Linked DNA regions of Sus scrofa: regions 1 and 3 are each linked to region 2. The links are chromatin contacts, called in public HiChIP or PLAC-seq maps. All regions are on one chromosome and are shown on one strand. The core of a region is the stretch at or near the end of the contact, and the rest is flanking DNA. Distances in the headings are between cores, read along the strand shown. Region 1 holds the start of PM20D2 (peptidase M20 domain-containing protein 2). Region 2 holds the start of UBE2J1 (ubiquitin conjugating enzyme E2 J1). Region 3 holds the start of SRSF12 (serine and arginine rich splicing factor 12).

Evidence for each region. HiChIP or PLAC-seq counts read pairs in DNA pulled down with a chosen protein or histone mark.
Region 1: a contact with region 2 is called in an H3K27ac HiChIP or PLAC-seq map of alveolar macrophages. The contact joins the promoter of PM20D2 here to the promoter of UBE2J1 in region 2. A contact is called at or near these places in 1 of 5 promoter capture datasets (fetal liver), 2 of 47 Hi-C or Micro-C datasets (heart right ventricle and skeletal muscle) and 2 of 2 datasets of contacts at active chromatin or transcription factors (alveolar macrophages and skeletal muscle).
Region 3: a contact with region 2 is called in an H3K27ac HiChIP or PLAC-seq map of alveolar macrophages. The contact joins the promoter of SRSF12 here to the promoter of UBE2J1 in region 2. A contact is called at or near these places in 4 of 47 Hi-C or Micro-C datasets (embryonic fibroblasts, epiblast stem cells, fetal skeletal muscle and 1 more) and 2 of 2 datasets of contacts at active chromatin or transcription factors (alveolar macrophages and skeletal muscle).

What each region holds. Positions count from the first base shown.
Region 1 is chr1:57,186,285-57,190,370 of Sscrofa11.1, forward strand. PM20D2 (peptidase M20 domain-containing protein 2) reads left to right here and starts at 1,735. Exons shown (of 7, transcript XM_013992683.2): 1 at 1,735-2,964. The coding sequence starts at 2,251.
Region 2 is chr1:57,362,783-57,366,765 of Sscrofa11.1, forward strand. It overlaps UBE2J1 (ubiquitin conjugating enzyme E2 J1), which reads right to left and starts at 1,481. Exons shown (of 8, transcript NM_001077219.1): 1 at 1,451-1,481. The coding sequence starts at 1,481.
Region 3 is chr1:57,162,656-57,167,072 of Sscrofa11.1, forward strand. SRSF12 (serine and arginine rich splicing factor 12) reads right to left here and starts at 3,034. Exons shown (of 5, transcript NM_001195598.1): 1 at 2,953-3,034. The coding sequence starts at 3,017.

The DNA.
Region 1 (4,086 bases), core at 485-2,984, 180 kb before region 2:
GACAGTCATATGAACATTATGGATATAAATGAAAGTGATAGTAAGAATTACTGAGCTGGTCAGTTTCAAGAAGGCCCTATGACCAACTCCACCAGGTTTCACAAACCATTCTTCCTGTCCATCAGCTCCCATAGGTAAAGGACTGTGAAGTCTAGGGAGAAACATAACATTGATAAACACAGTGTCTGCTAGTAGCTAGCATAGTTGAATGGTTAATTGCTCTCATTGATCAATTTGCTTATTAGATTCAAGAAGAGTAATCAGCCACCAAATGTTTATTGACATGGAAGGACTGTATCACCACCATACTTTGTTAGATGCTGGAGAACATGGTGGGAAAGCAAAAGAGTTTCAAGACTGGAGGTGAAGATAAACATTCAACAAATTATCACCACTTATTAAACAAATTCAAGGATACAAAGCACCATAAGAAATACTGGCTGCCAACAATGGAAACACAAGACATACATGCATGCATGCACCTGCACACACAGAGAACAAAGCCTGAAGTGAACCTATTCTCCACCTCAGGCAACAGCTTTGTTAATTCCTAGCAAAAAATATAAATAGCAGCTTCTATACAGAATTTATATGCACCCCTTTTCTGTTGTTGTTTGTTGATAAAGCAAGCAAAATGGGTACTACTAATGTCAACAGCCAGGGTTGCTGCAGTAGTTTTATTCAAAATGAGTGATATGGGTTCTGATGTAAATTGACAAGCTGTAGCTGCATTTAAAATTTGGATGTCTGCTTACATTAACAGTGGAGCATGGTGGCTAAAAGTAGGCCACTGGAGCCAGACTGGCTTCTGTTCTATACTGGATCCACTACTTACTAGCTGTGTAATCTTGGACAGTGTCTCTATAAAGTGAAGATAGACATAGTAACAATCTCATAAATTGTTATGAGAATTAAATGAGTTAATACCTGCAAAGCACTTAGCACATGTTAAGTTCCTGCCACAGAGTAAGGGCTCTATAAACGTCACCTATTATTTTTGTTCAAACAAGGCCTTTTTTTTTTTTTTTTTTTTTTTTTTAAGCCAACTACCTGAGCACAGTAGCACTGAATCTCACAGACGGGAATTTTGCAGAAGTATATATGAGTTAGGTGTTTTTTGTTTGTTTGTTTTACTTTGAGGAAGGTGAGGTTTATTAAGCATAGACAAGGGGGTCCAGGAATTTAATACCACATTTGTCATCCTTAGGGCTGAGTTTCAGTTAGAGTGTTAACTAAGGGATGATACATTTTCAGATTTAGAATGTGACTCTGGTATTGTTAGTACGGTTAGTAGATAAAAACAGTAGTAGACAGTCTTTGTGAATATTAGCTTCCTTTAGACTTATTTTCAAGAAATACATTTGTCTTATTATATAAATATATTGTGTTCCATTTAACATTATTTTGACAAATTAAGAGATGATAAAGTATAAAAAGCTGAGGAAAGCTCTTGCTATGTAGAACACCTTTAAAATATAAATTTCTACAGTACTATTAATAGCTATATCATCAACAACAGTTTTTCAAGCTTTGTGCTTCACAGGAGAAAAACAGGAGCACAAGCATCTTGAATTTCTTCATTGGGTAATCTAAAACCCAGTTATAATGTGCACACCAATGGCACACATCGTGTTACTTGAGTTCAGGCTCAAAGTTGTAATCAAAAATAGTCAGAAAATAGCTTCTCTCTCAAAGCTTTTATTATTAAAAATAACACAAATCAACAAAATAATATGAATATATAAGACTACAAATATTTTCATTAATTCTTTCTTTTGGGCTTTAAAAAAATCTCATTTTAAATTCTTAATTCTATTCAGACTATAATAGCTAATACATGTCTAGTGCTTACTACAAACGCCACGTACTGTTCTAGACACTAGTAAGTTTTGATTCTAATAAGAAAGCCACATAGAGTATTTACAGCTATTATACAAGACAGCACCCTCAAGGAGAAGAATGCAGGGCAGTACTGAAAACTTAAGTAACTGCAAAGTCTATAGTCCAGAGGGTTTTTTTGTAAAGCATTTATATTGACACCCAGTTTATGAACTAAAAACCTTATATAAATCTGTATTACTAATCTAGAAAGGAAAGCGGCCTTTTGCCGTGGACTGTGTTCCACTTGGTCTGCCCCTGATGCCTAATAGCCAATGAAACCGTTCTCATTCCGAGGTTGTGGAGATAAGCAACAGTGGAAATGTAATAACGACCTTAGAGTATAAGTCAGTAGTCAGAACAGTCAAGGGTATGGATCCGAGACGAGGACTCTCAGAACCCGATGTCTTCCTAGGGAGCGGGTTTCTGCTGGCTGCAGAAGGGGCGGAGCACGTTTCTGGTGATACGCTGGAGGCGGGGCCCGCGGCTTGGGAGCGGGTCTCCCGGGAGCTGTGGAGACAACCTGAGAGGACGCCCAGCGCGTGCGCAGGCGCAGTGGGCCGCGAGGAGGGAGGGATCCAGCCGGCCGTCCCGAGGAGCGCTGACCGGCTGGCAGCTGTGGGCACGATGAGACCCGAAGAGGAGCGGCCCGTGGAGGGGGGCGCCTGCGTCGGCGTCTCCCAGCTGGAGCTGTTGAAGCTGCGCGCCGCGGATTGCATCGACGAAGCGGCCGAGCGCCTGGGGGCTCTGAGCCGAGCGATCTGGAACAAGCCGGAGTTGGCCTACGAGGAGCACCATGCCCACGGCGTGCTGACGCGCTTCTTCGAGAGCGAGCCCCCGGCCGGGTCGTGGGCCGTGCAGCCGCACTACCAGCTGGCCACGGCCTTCCGCGCCGAGTGGGGGCCGCCGCCGCGGGGGTTGGCGGCGACGCGCCCGCTGCACCTGGGCTTCCTTTGCGAGTACGACGCGCTGCCCGACATCGGGCACGCCTGCGGCCATAACCTAATCGCCGAGGTCGGGGCGGCGGCCGCCCTGGGTGTGAAGGGGTGCCTGGAGAGCCTCCCTGGGCCGCCTCTGCCGGTGAAGGTGAGGTGGGGCCCGAGCGGGGGGCTCCCATCGCCTGTCCAGGCCGGGACCAACCGCAGAAGTGCGGTTTCCCTGAGCATCCGTCCCTTGCCAGCGCGGCGCAGGTGTAGGGGAAAGCACTCGACCACCTGGCCTTTGCTAGTGGGCAGAAGCCCAGGATCAAAGTTTATAGTTCCTGAGTTGCCGACCTGGCGACATTTTGCAGATTTTTGCCTTTTCTTTCCTGCGTTGTTGTAAACACTGGAGTGGACTTTCTCCTTTAGGAAATAACTTAGAACCACGCCTGGTTTTCGTGATGGCTTATTTTTGGTATCAGGGAACCGCAATTTGCTGATAAGGTTGTGCAGTCTCTGGAGGAAGTAGTTATTGTAGGGAAACTACAGACCCTCTTTGTTAGGATCCAGAAAAATCTTTGGTTGTGGAAGTCCTAGGAGCTGTTGTGAATCACTGGCATTTGGATAAGAAATTTTCAGTCGTTTAAACTACGGAACCTCAAGAAGTGTACAAACAACGGGAAGAAAGTGAACATTAATTACATAGATGAGTAGATCCTTAAGTCATGTTTATTTCGCGTTTTAAGAAGTAGCTTGATCCTGGAGTTCCCGTCGTGGCGCAGTGGTTAACGAATCCGACTAGGAACCATGAGGTTGAGGGTTCGGTCCCTGCCCTTGCTCAGTGGGTTAACGATCCGGCGTTGCCGTGAGCTGTGGTGTAGGTTGCAGACGCGGCTCGGATCCCGCGTTGCTGTGGCTCTGGCGTAGGCCGGTGGCTACAGCTCCGCTTCGACCCCTAGCCTGGGAACCTCCATATGCCGGGGGAGCGGCCCAAGAAATAGCAAAAAGAAAAAAAAAAAAAAAGTAGCTTGATCATAGGGCAAGTTTAATCTTGTGTTACTGTTTTTCCAGATGGTATATTCTTCATTCTGTGAGCTAAGATTCAATCAACGCCATTCAGGTTATGGAAAAGTCTAATGTTATATTTTAATATTCTTTAGTCCATTTCTTCCAGTGTCAGTAACCTTTCTCATTTATCCTAACATTTCCATTTTTTGCGGCTTTTTCTATTTGGCAGCCTTCTCTTTTCTGCCTCTTGTTTTTCGTCTGGCTAGGTTTTTGTTTTGTT
Region 2 (3,983 bases), core at 231-2,730:
TGCCGTGAGCTGTGGTGTAGGTTGCAGACGCGGCTCGGATCCCGAGTTGCTGTGGCTCTGGCGTAGGCCGGTGGCTACAGCTCCGATTCAACCCCTAGCCTGGGAACCTCCATATGCCGCGGGAGCGGCCCAAGAAATAGCAACAACAACAAAAAGACAAAAAAAAAACCTAGCACAATCCTAACAGTTGAATCATTCTAACACCTAACCTTAAAATTAAACTTTTCTTTCCCTCTTTCTCTTTGATCCACCTCTGCCTCTTTTTTCTGGTGTTCTTAAGAGATGGGCTGGGGGCAGGGGTCATGAATTCACAGAAAGTGAATCTATAAATAGCCTTCGCCAGATTTTTAAATGTGTCTATGCCCCGCCCCCAAAAATGTTATGACCTATTCTACAACACTTGGTTACCTAAGAACGTTTCTTAGTCTGACAGCACTCAGGTTAACAAAGCTCTATTCAGCCAGTATTCTCCGGCTTTTCTGGAGGCTTTGCATGTTTTTAAGATATTTTTAAAAAATCAAGGACTCAAAATACTCTTTCCAGGGGCACGCTAATCTTGCTGATTCTTACTAAGCTGCTTCTTTGGAAGGGGAAAAAAGTGAGCAGCAAGAGTTGGTCAAACCATCTCTAATGTTCTAGGATTATCACTTACAACTGAAGTGTAGAGTTTCTCCTCCTAACACATTTATCAAGGTACGGAAAGAATAAATACCATTTTATAGAATCCAAAGATTTGTTCCAAGCCTGTCTTAATCTGAGAGAGCTGGTTACTTTTCGTGCATCTTTATAATACACTAGTAAAGAAGTGGAGGCTGGAATTGTTTGGCTGCTTCCGTGAGTGACACAGGGGCATTAAATACAGGAAAGGAAGTTTTTATGTCTGAATATGGACATATATCATACTCGTCAGGATGGCAAAAATCATGGTTAGCTCTACTAGTTTTCTTAGCTTTTTGGTTAACTGGTTTGGTCCAGAACACTTCCTTCATTCTATTCACCCCAAATCCTGCAAACAGAACATTTAAACTAAATCCTCAAAGGAGAGTGAATCAAACAGCTAATAAAAGTCCGGTGGCGGCGACGAAGAAGGGCTAAAGGCGGTGTCCCGGGCGCAGGTAGGGCAAGAGGCTGTTAACTATTACCCCAGACATCACCTTTACACCTGTTCTCAGCGCCGAACGGATAACCCAGCTCTACGCAACGAAATGGAGGGAAGGGCAGTCGGGGTGCGGCGGGCAGTCCGCAGGTTTCGCAGCCGATGCCCGCCCGATCGCCTGGCTCCGCGGCCTGCACCACCCCGGCAGGCGGCGGCCTCGCGTAGAGCGCGAAACCCGGAGCTGAGCCGCGAGCGGCGGCTGACCGGACGAGACCGCGGCGCGGGGCCCGGGATCCCGGTCACTCCTCCCTCCCGCCCCGTGCGGCGCCGCAACCCGCCCGCAGCTCCGCTCACCTGGGCTCTTCAGGTTGTAGCGAGTCTCCATGGCAGGTCGCTGGCCCGGCTCCGGTCTCCCAGCCTGCCGCCCGCCGCTGCCTCTGCGCGCCGCCGCCGCCGGGGTGTCAGCGCGGCTCCAGCAGACCCGGCCTGGCCGAGGAGCCTCCGCGGATGCCGCCCAGCCCTGGCGGGGACTGCGGCCGGGGTAGGAGGGCGCGGGCGGGGCGCGGGCTCCGCCTCCTCCGCTGCTCCCCCGCCTCCCTGAGGGTCGGGCGGGCGCCAGCGCCGGCCCGGGTGTCGCTGAAGCCGGGCGCGGGCTGGAGGTCAGCCTACTCGCCTGGCCGCGGGCCCACCCCCGCCGCGGCCGCCCGTCCTGCGTCACCCGCCCTCGCCTGGGTTTTGTGAAGTTACCCTGACGTGGCAGTCGCTTCGTGGCAGTCGGTCGCGCGGCCGCTGGTCACTCCGCCGGCCCTGCGAAGCCGGCTCCGGGATCTGCGAGAGCGGGCGGCGCCCAGGTCTTCCTCTCGCCCGGGCCCTCCGGAGGTCGACCTTCCGCCCGGCCCATCCAGGGTCCCCAGGAAGTCGCGGGGCTCAGGCACGGCCGGAAGCGTCCTGGTCCTCCTGGTGGCGGGAGGTGTGGGCCCGGGCCCTGGAGACCCCGTTCAGAGCCGCCCGCGGCTCCCAGGTCCTCTTGCACCCCGCCGAGTGCGTTTTAGATCAGTAGCTGTTTGGAGTGGAAACAGTTAAAGTAGGGAAGGGAAAATCCAGTGATAAGGGATTGAGGAGGGTTTTTAACAATTTTTTTCCCCCAGACAAATGTGCTTAGAAGCAAGGCACTTAAATATTTGGGTTTTTTTTTTTTTTTTTTTTTTTTTAAGAATTGAATTTGGGGGAACCATGTAAATAAGAAAAGTTTAACTTCAGAGGAAAAACACTTCGGGCTTCACTGTAGAGTGGAATGGAGAAAAAGAGGACAGGACTGTGGGTCCTGAAGGCTTAGAGGAGCAAAGAGGTAGAAAAAGAGAGGGGAGTTCGTTGTGGCTCAGCGGGTTAAGAACCCGACTAGTATCCGTGAGGGTGCGGGTTCAATCCCTGGCCTTGCTCAATGGGTTAAGGACCCGGAATATCGGCTGGCTGTGGCCTAAGCCCACAGCTGCAAGTCGGACTGGACCCCCTAGCCTGGGAATTTCCATATACCAGGAATGCAGACCCTAAAAAAAAAAAGAGGGAGAATTGGGATAGTGCTGAGGATAAAAGGGAAGGAAAGAATTTCAGGTGGGGTTGAAGAGGGTTAATCAGGTTGGTTAAGCTTTGCTATGTAAAAATAGAAAACTTTTTTTGAAAAGCTGCAGAATATGCTACCCCAAAATATGCCTCTTTGGCATAAGGATTATTTTAAGCTGATTATTTCTGAGAAAGAGCAGGCTCTGGAGACTCTGAAAATAGAGTCAAAGTTAACCCCTTTGGGGGAGGAGGGGTATGGAACTTGGAAGTTCCTGGCCAGCCACAGCCATGTCCTGAGCCACAGCAATAACACCAAATCCTTAACCCACTGAGCCACCAGGGAACTCCAGAAGTTACTCTTTTCTAAGGGAAATTTACTGTTGTAAATGTCTCCCTCAAGGTACCTGGAAAAGAAGGTTGATTCTAAATTGCAAAAGAATCTCAATGGGGAAAGTACTGACAAGTGTGCCAAACAATCTTTACCCTTGTTTAGGTGCTTTTCCCCAAACCTCCGTAACTGGCCTCCCTCCATACACCCTACAACTTTCTTTTGTCTTTGGCTGAAGATAGTAATTAAGGTGGTGACTTCAGTCAATCTAGGCACTTAGCTTGTTTGTTTTTCTCTTGATCATCTATTACAAGGGGTCTCAGGTGAGAACTCATAAGGGTAGAGGGAAGATTATTTCCACCCCTACACTTTCTATTGTTAAAATTAAGAATCTAAAGTGAATCAAGGAGTTCCCCTAGTGGCGCAGCGGAAACGAAACCAACTAGGAACCATGAGATTGTGGGTTCAATCTCTGGCCTTGCTCAGTGGGTTAAGGATCCGGTGCTGTGACCTGTGGTGTAGGTCGCAGACACAGCTGGGATCCTGCATTGCTGTGGCTGTGGCTATGGCGTAGGTCGGCAGCTACAGCTCCAATTAGACCCCTAGCCTGGGAACCTCCATATGCCGCGGGTTTGGCCCTAAAAAGCAAAAAAAAAAAAAAAAAAGTGAATAGAATTCTTGGTATCAGATTGTATCAGCAACCCTTTGTAAAGAGTGAAATTTAAATTTAGAAAGGGTGTGGGAAGTGGAGGATGAAGATAAAACTAGATAGTATCTTTCAAACCATTCCATGATAATGTTTTCTGAAAAGTAAACTGATAACTTGATTGGCCCAGATATGCATCCAAAACCAAACCCCAATAAGCTGCTTCATTCACTTATTCTTTGTGTTGAATCTTCAAATTGTCTAACACTTGACATGCTCTCTGTACCACAGCTCTGCAAAAGTGGGCATTTGTGTGGTAGGTCTCAGGATGGAGAGGCTTTTGAGGCAGGTAC
Region 3 (4,417 bases), core at 1,784-4,283, 200 kb before region 2:
GTTCAATTTCATTCCTAACAAATTTTATGTTAACCTATAATGTGTTTGAATTTCTTATGCTTTATCATATATATTAAAATGTCCACTTTAAATAAAATTTGGGTCTGTTATAAAATTAACATTAAATAAAATCTGGAAACAGGATTAAAAAAAAAAAAAAAACCACTCAATGAAGTTCCCATCATGGCACAGCGGAAATGTATCTGACTAGGAACCATGAGGTTGCAGGTTTGATCCTTGGCCTTGGTCAGTGGGTTAAGGACCTGGCGTTGCTGAGCTGTGGTGAAGGTCACAGATGCGGCTCAGATCTGGCATTGCTGTGGCTGTGGCATAGGCCGGTAACTACAGCTCCGATTACACCCCTAGCCTGGGAACTTCCATATGCCATGGGTATGGCCCTAAAAAGCAAAACAAAACAAAACAAACAAAACCCACTCGAATGGATTTCTTTCCAGGCTCATTTTCCATACACAGTTTTTTTTTTTTCTTTCTTCATTTTTTATGTAATTGAAATCATACTGCACATATAATTTTATACTGTTTTTTAAACATTTCTCCCAATAATTTTATGAGCATACCAAATGCTAAAGTTAATTATAAACATGCCTAGGTGTCATGTTGCTAGATAACTTACACTATATGCCACCTTCTACAAAAAAGCTATTAACTGAGGTTACATGACATGACTACTCTCACAACACTACTCAACAGCTGTGCAGTTTTAGGCAAGATCCTTAATCTCTCTAAACCTCAGATGCTTATCTGTTATATAAGGTTATTGAAAATTTAATAAGATAATACATGCAAAGTTTTTAGTACAGTGTCTGACACACAATGAGTACTCAACAAACATTAGCAATTATTATAATTTCATTAATACAAACCTCCTAGATTTTGACTGTCCCCCAATGGCACTGCTAGAAAGTGGTGGAAAAAAAATGAAAAATAAATCAATAAATCTCAATCACCAGTCTTGATTATCTAGATCAGAGGCCATGTATCACCTGCACATATGTTTTATGTGGTCAGCATGATGTTTAAAATGTTAAAATATGAAACTGTCAATATTTTACAGCGCTTAAATCTACAAAAGTGGGAATTTCATATGATTCAACTTAATATATGCCAACATTTTTAAACAGTGTTTACACAGACAAAATACAGACTTCTGACTTCTTTTGAAAATTAAGAAGATGTGGCAACAAGTTCAAGTGCCTACCTAGTAGTTACCAGCTGAAACTTGGTAGCAGCCCTTGTCCCCTTGAGATGGCACCGGTTCTTTTCTATTTGCCACAGTCCACACCATCCTATCATGCCATAACTTGACAATTTATTCATATTACCTGGCTGGCCCCCGTGGCACATTAGAATTGGAAACCTTTCATTCTTTGTTGTAGACACACTGGAGAGGCTTGAGATTATTCAATATTCTAGTAGTCCTTTTTTTTTTTTTTTGTCTTTTTGCCTTTTCTAGGGCGCTCCTGCAGCATATGAAGGTTCCCAAGCTAGTGGTCCAATCAGAACTGTAGCCACAGCCACAGCAACGCGGGATCCGAGCCGCGGCTGCGACCTACACCATAGCTCATGGCAACGCCGGATCCTTAACCCACTGAGCAAGGCCAGGGATCAAACCCGCAACCTCATGGTTCCTGGTCGGATTAGTTAACCACTGAGCCACGACGGGAACTCCTCTAGCAGTCTTTTTAACGGTGGGAATTTTTTTTTAAACTTTACCCAAGTTATAAATTTTGCCTGTTTTGTAATGTAATGTATTGATAAACAGGTTGAGAGAAGAAATATAAGCAGAGGCATCTTTTGGAGGTTAATTAAGGTATATTAACTCACAGTCTATAGTTGTGACACATATAATAGCAGGGCTCAAATTTTTAAACCGTTAACATTCACTTCTCAAAGGTAAATCATGATGATTACTCCTGATAGCTCTGGATTCAAGGGCTCCAATATATTTCTAGCCGTGAAACCCCGGGTTAAATCACTAAAACTCTGAGTTTTAACTTTCCCTTGTGTATAATAAAATAATCTTGCATATATATAATGACTGGGGTCAGGGGGGCCTGGGGAGTAAATTAAGTATAAACCCAGTGATATGAAAATGTCTATTAATGCCCCTTACCCCAATGCCCCCCGCATTCCTTCTGGCTCCTAGTGAGGGAGGAAGACACTGCTATATGAAGTCATTTCTTAAGATCTACATTTAGGTACCACGTCGAATGAATTCTCCAAGGGCGGGGGGGTGGTGCTGAGAGCATCAGAATTGACCAGAGAAGTCTATCCAAACCATTATGATGGATGTTTATATTGCACTCAGAACTTTAAAGAAAACCATATAAACCTCAATCATTGAAGTTATATAGTATCCTTTTGTACATACTATAAAATTGTGCAACATATAAAATTTAACCAGCACCACCTGTAAGTAGACAAGACTACTTACTACTGGGAAAGGGAATCGCAAGGCCCAAGGTGCGCATTATTCTGTAACACGTCCTCACCATCCCCAATTCCTTCCCATCTAGGCGGTAAGACGCGCGGCTTTATCCCGGTAAGGCGACAAAGGGACTGAGATGCAGGCACCCGCCTGAGAAAAACACGCGGAGCCCGAGGCGGGGAGGAAGCCGGGTTCCCAGGCAAGGGGCAGCCAGCGCCCCGGCGGTCCTCGCAGAGGGGATGGGCACCGGCCCGCCCGAGGGGCCGGGACGCGGTGCTGCGCCGGGGCGGAACGCCAGCCTGGAGGGCGGAGGCGCCAGTCCCGCCCAGGCCCCGAGTAGCGCGAGCGCTTCCACTGGCCCCAGGAAGAGCTCTTCCGCCGGGAGCCTCGGCCTGGCCGGCGGAGAGCTGCGGGGCAGATTTGCCAAGCCGCTGCCAGGCTCCGCGCCGCGGCCGGTACCCGCCCCTCCCCCGCGCCCAACCTGCGGCCCCGTCGCTGCTCACCTGGTGGCGTCCGCGACGTTCCTGACGAACAGGGACGTGTTGGGAGGCCTCGTGTAGCGAGACATGACCACTACCTCCGTTCCCTCCGGGTCTGCCCGCAGCCACCGGGCTCACTCCGTCTCCCGCCGCCGCCACAGCAGCTCCGCCCGCCCCCAGCACGACCCCCTCCCCTCAGCTTCGGCCCCACCAGCGCGCAGCCGCAGAGGCGGGCGCAGGGGGAGCGCGGTGCCGCGCGAGTCGTCCGTGGACCACGCGAGGGAGGGGGCGGGGCCGGGGGCGGGGCCGAGGAGATCCGGGGAAGGGGAAACGCGGGGTCCTGGGATTCTCGGCAACCTGAGATGGGGGCGGTTGGGGATGCCTGGCGGAGGAGATTACGGAAGGGGTGGGACGGAAGTCCCAGTTCGAATGGGATTCTCGGAAGCGGGAGGCTGGGGTCAGAGCGTCCGAGCAGGGCAGAGACTACAGGGGTCCAAGGGGCTGAGGCGGAGGGCCTGGGGCTATCATCCAGAGAGAGGGTGTCGAGAATGGGTGGATGGTGAAGTGAAGGCTCGGTTCAACTGCGCAACAGCCTAGGGGCCACTGGGGCCTTCATTCTTGCAACCTTAGCCCAAGACCTTGGCAGTTCCGCCTCTTGCCCCCTATTAGTGTTGAAACTCATAGGCTTTCTAACTGTAAGGATTTTTTTTTTTTTTTTTTTTTTTTTTTTTTTGGTTTTCGGTTTGTTTTGATTCTTCATCCATTATTCGTTTAGGATACAGCATTCAGCTGTGGGTCCGTTCATTTAGATGTTTATTGAGCACCTGCTATGCAACAGGGAATTTTCTAAGTGTGAGACAGAGCAACAAACAAGAGGTCAAGTCCCAGACCTCATAGGGCTTTTTTTTTTTAGCTCTTCCTGGCGTCTGGAAATTCCCAGACCAGGAATCAAACCCAAGCCACAGCAGCGACCCAAGGTGGTGCAGGGACAATGCTGGATCCTTAATCCACTTGTGCTATAAGGGTTTACATTCTTGAGAGAAGGCCAGACAATAATGGTGTAGAAGAAAGCAAAGAAAATTGCAGAGGCAATTAAGCAAATTTAAATGATCTTCTCCCTCTCTTTCCAAAATGTAGCACGTCCCTTTCTAGTTGCATCCCATTCTAGTTATCCTCCTGCCTTCACATTTGTTCTTTTGATCTGGACAACTCCTTACACGTAGGACTGTAACCAGGTGACCTGTAATCATTAATCGCACCCCTTTTCATTCTCAGAAGTGGTGGATTTTGGAGGGTAAATAATATGATCATCCTACCTAGCCCACAGCTGTCTCAAAGACTGTGAGAGTCTGCCAAGGTCTGGAGATGCCTCTGGAACAGTGGCCATTCATCCAAAAAGTGATTGCTATGGCATAGCAAGCTCAGGACTAGACTGGGGCTGTAAGAGGGGAGAGGGATGTTCTTGTTCTCATGAAGCTTACAATTTGGT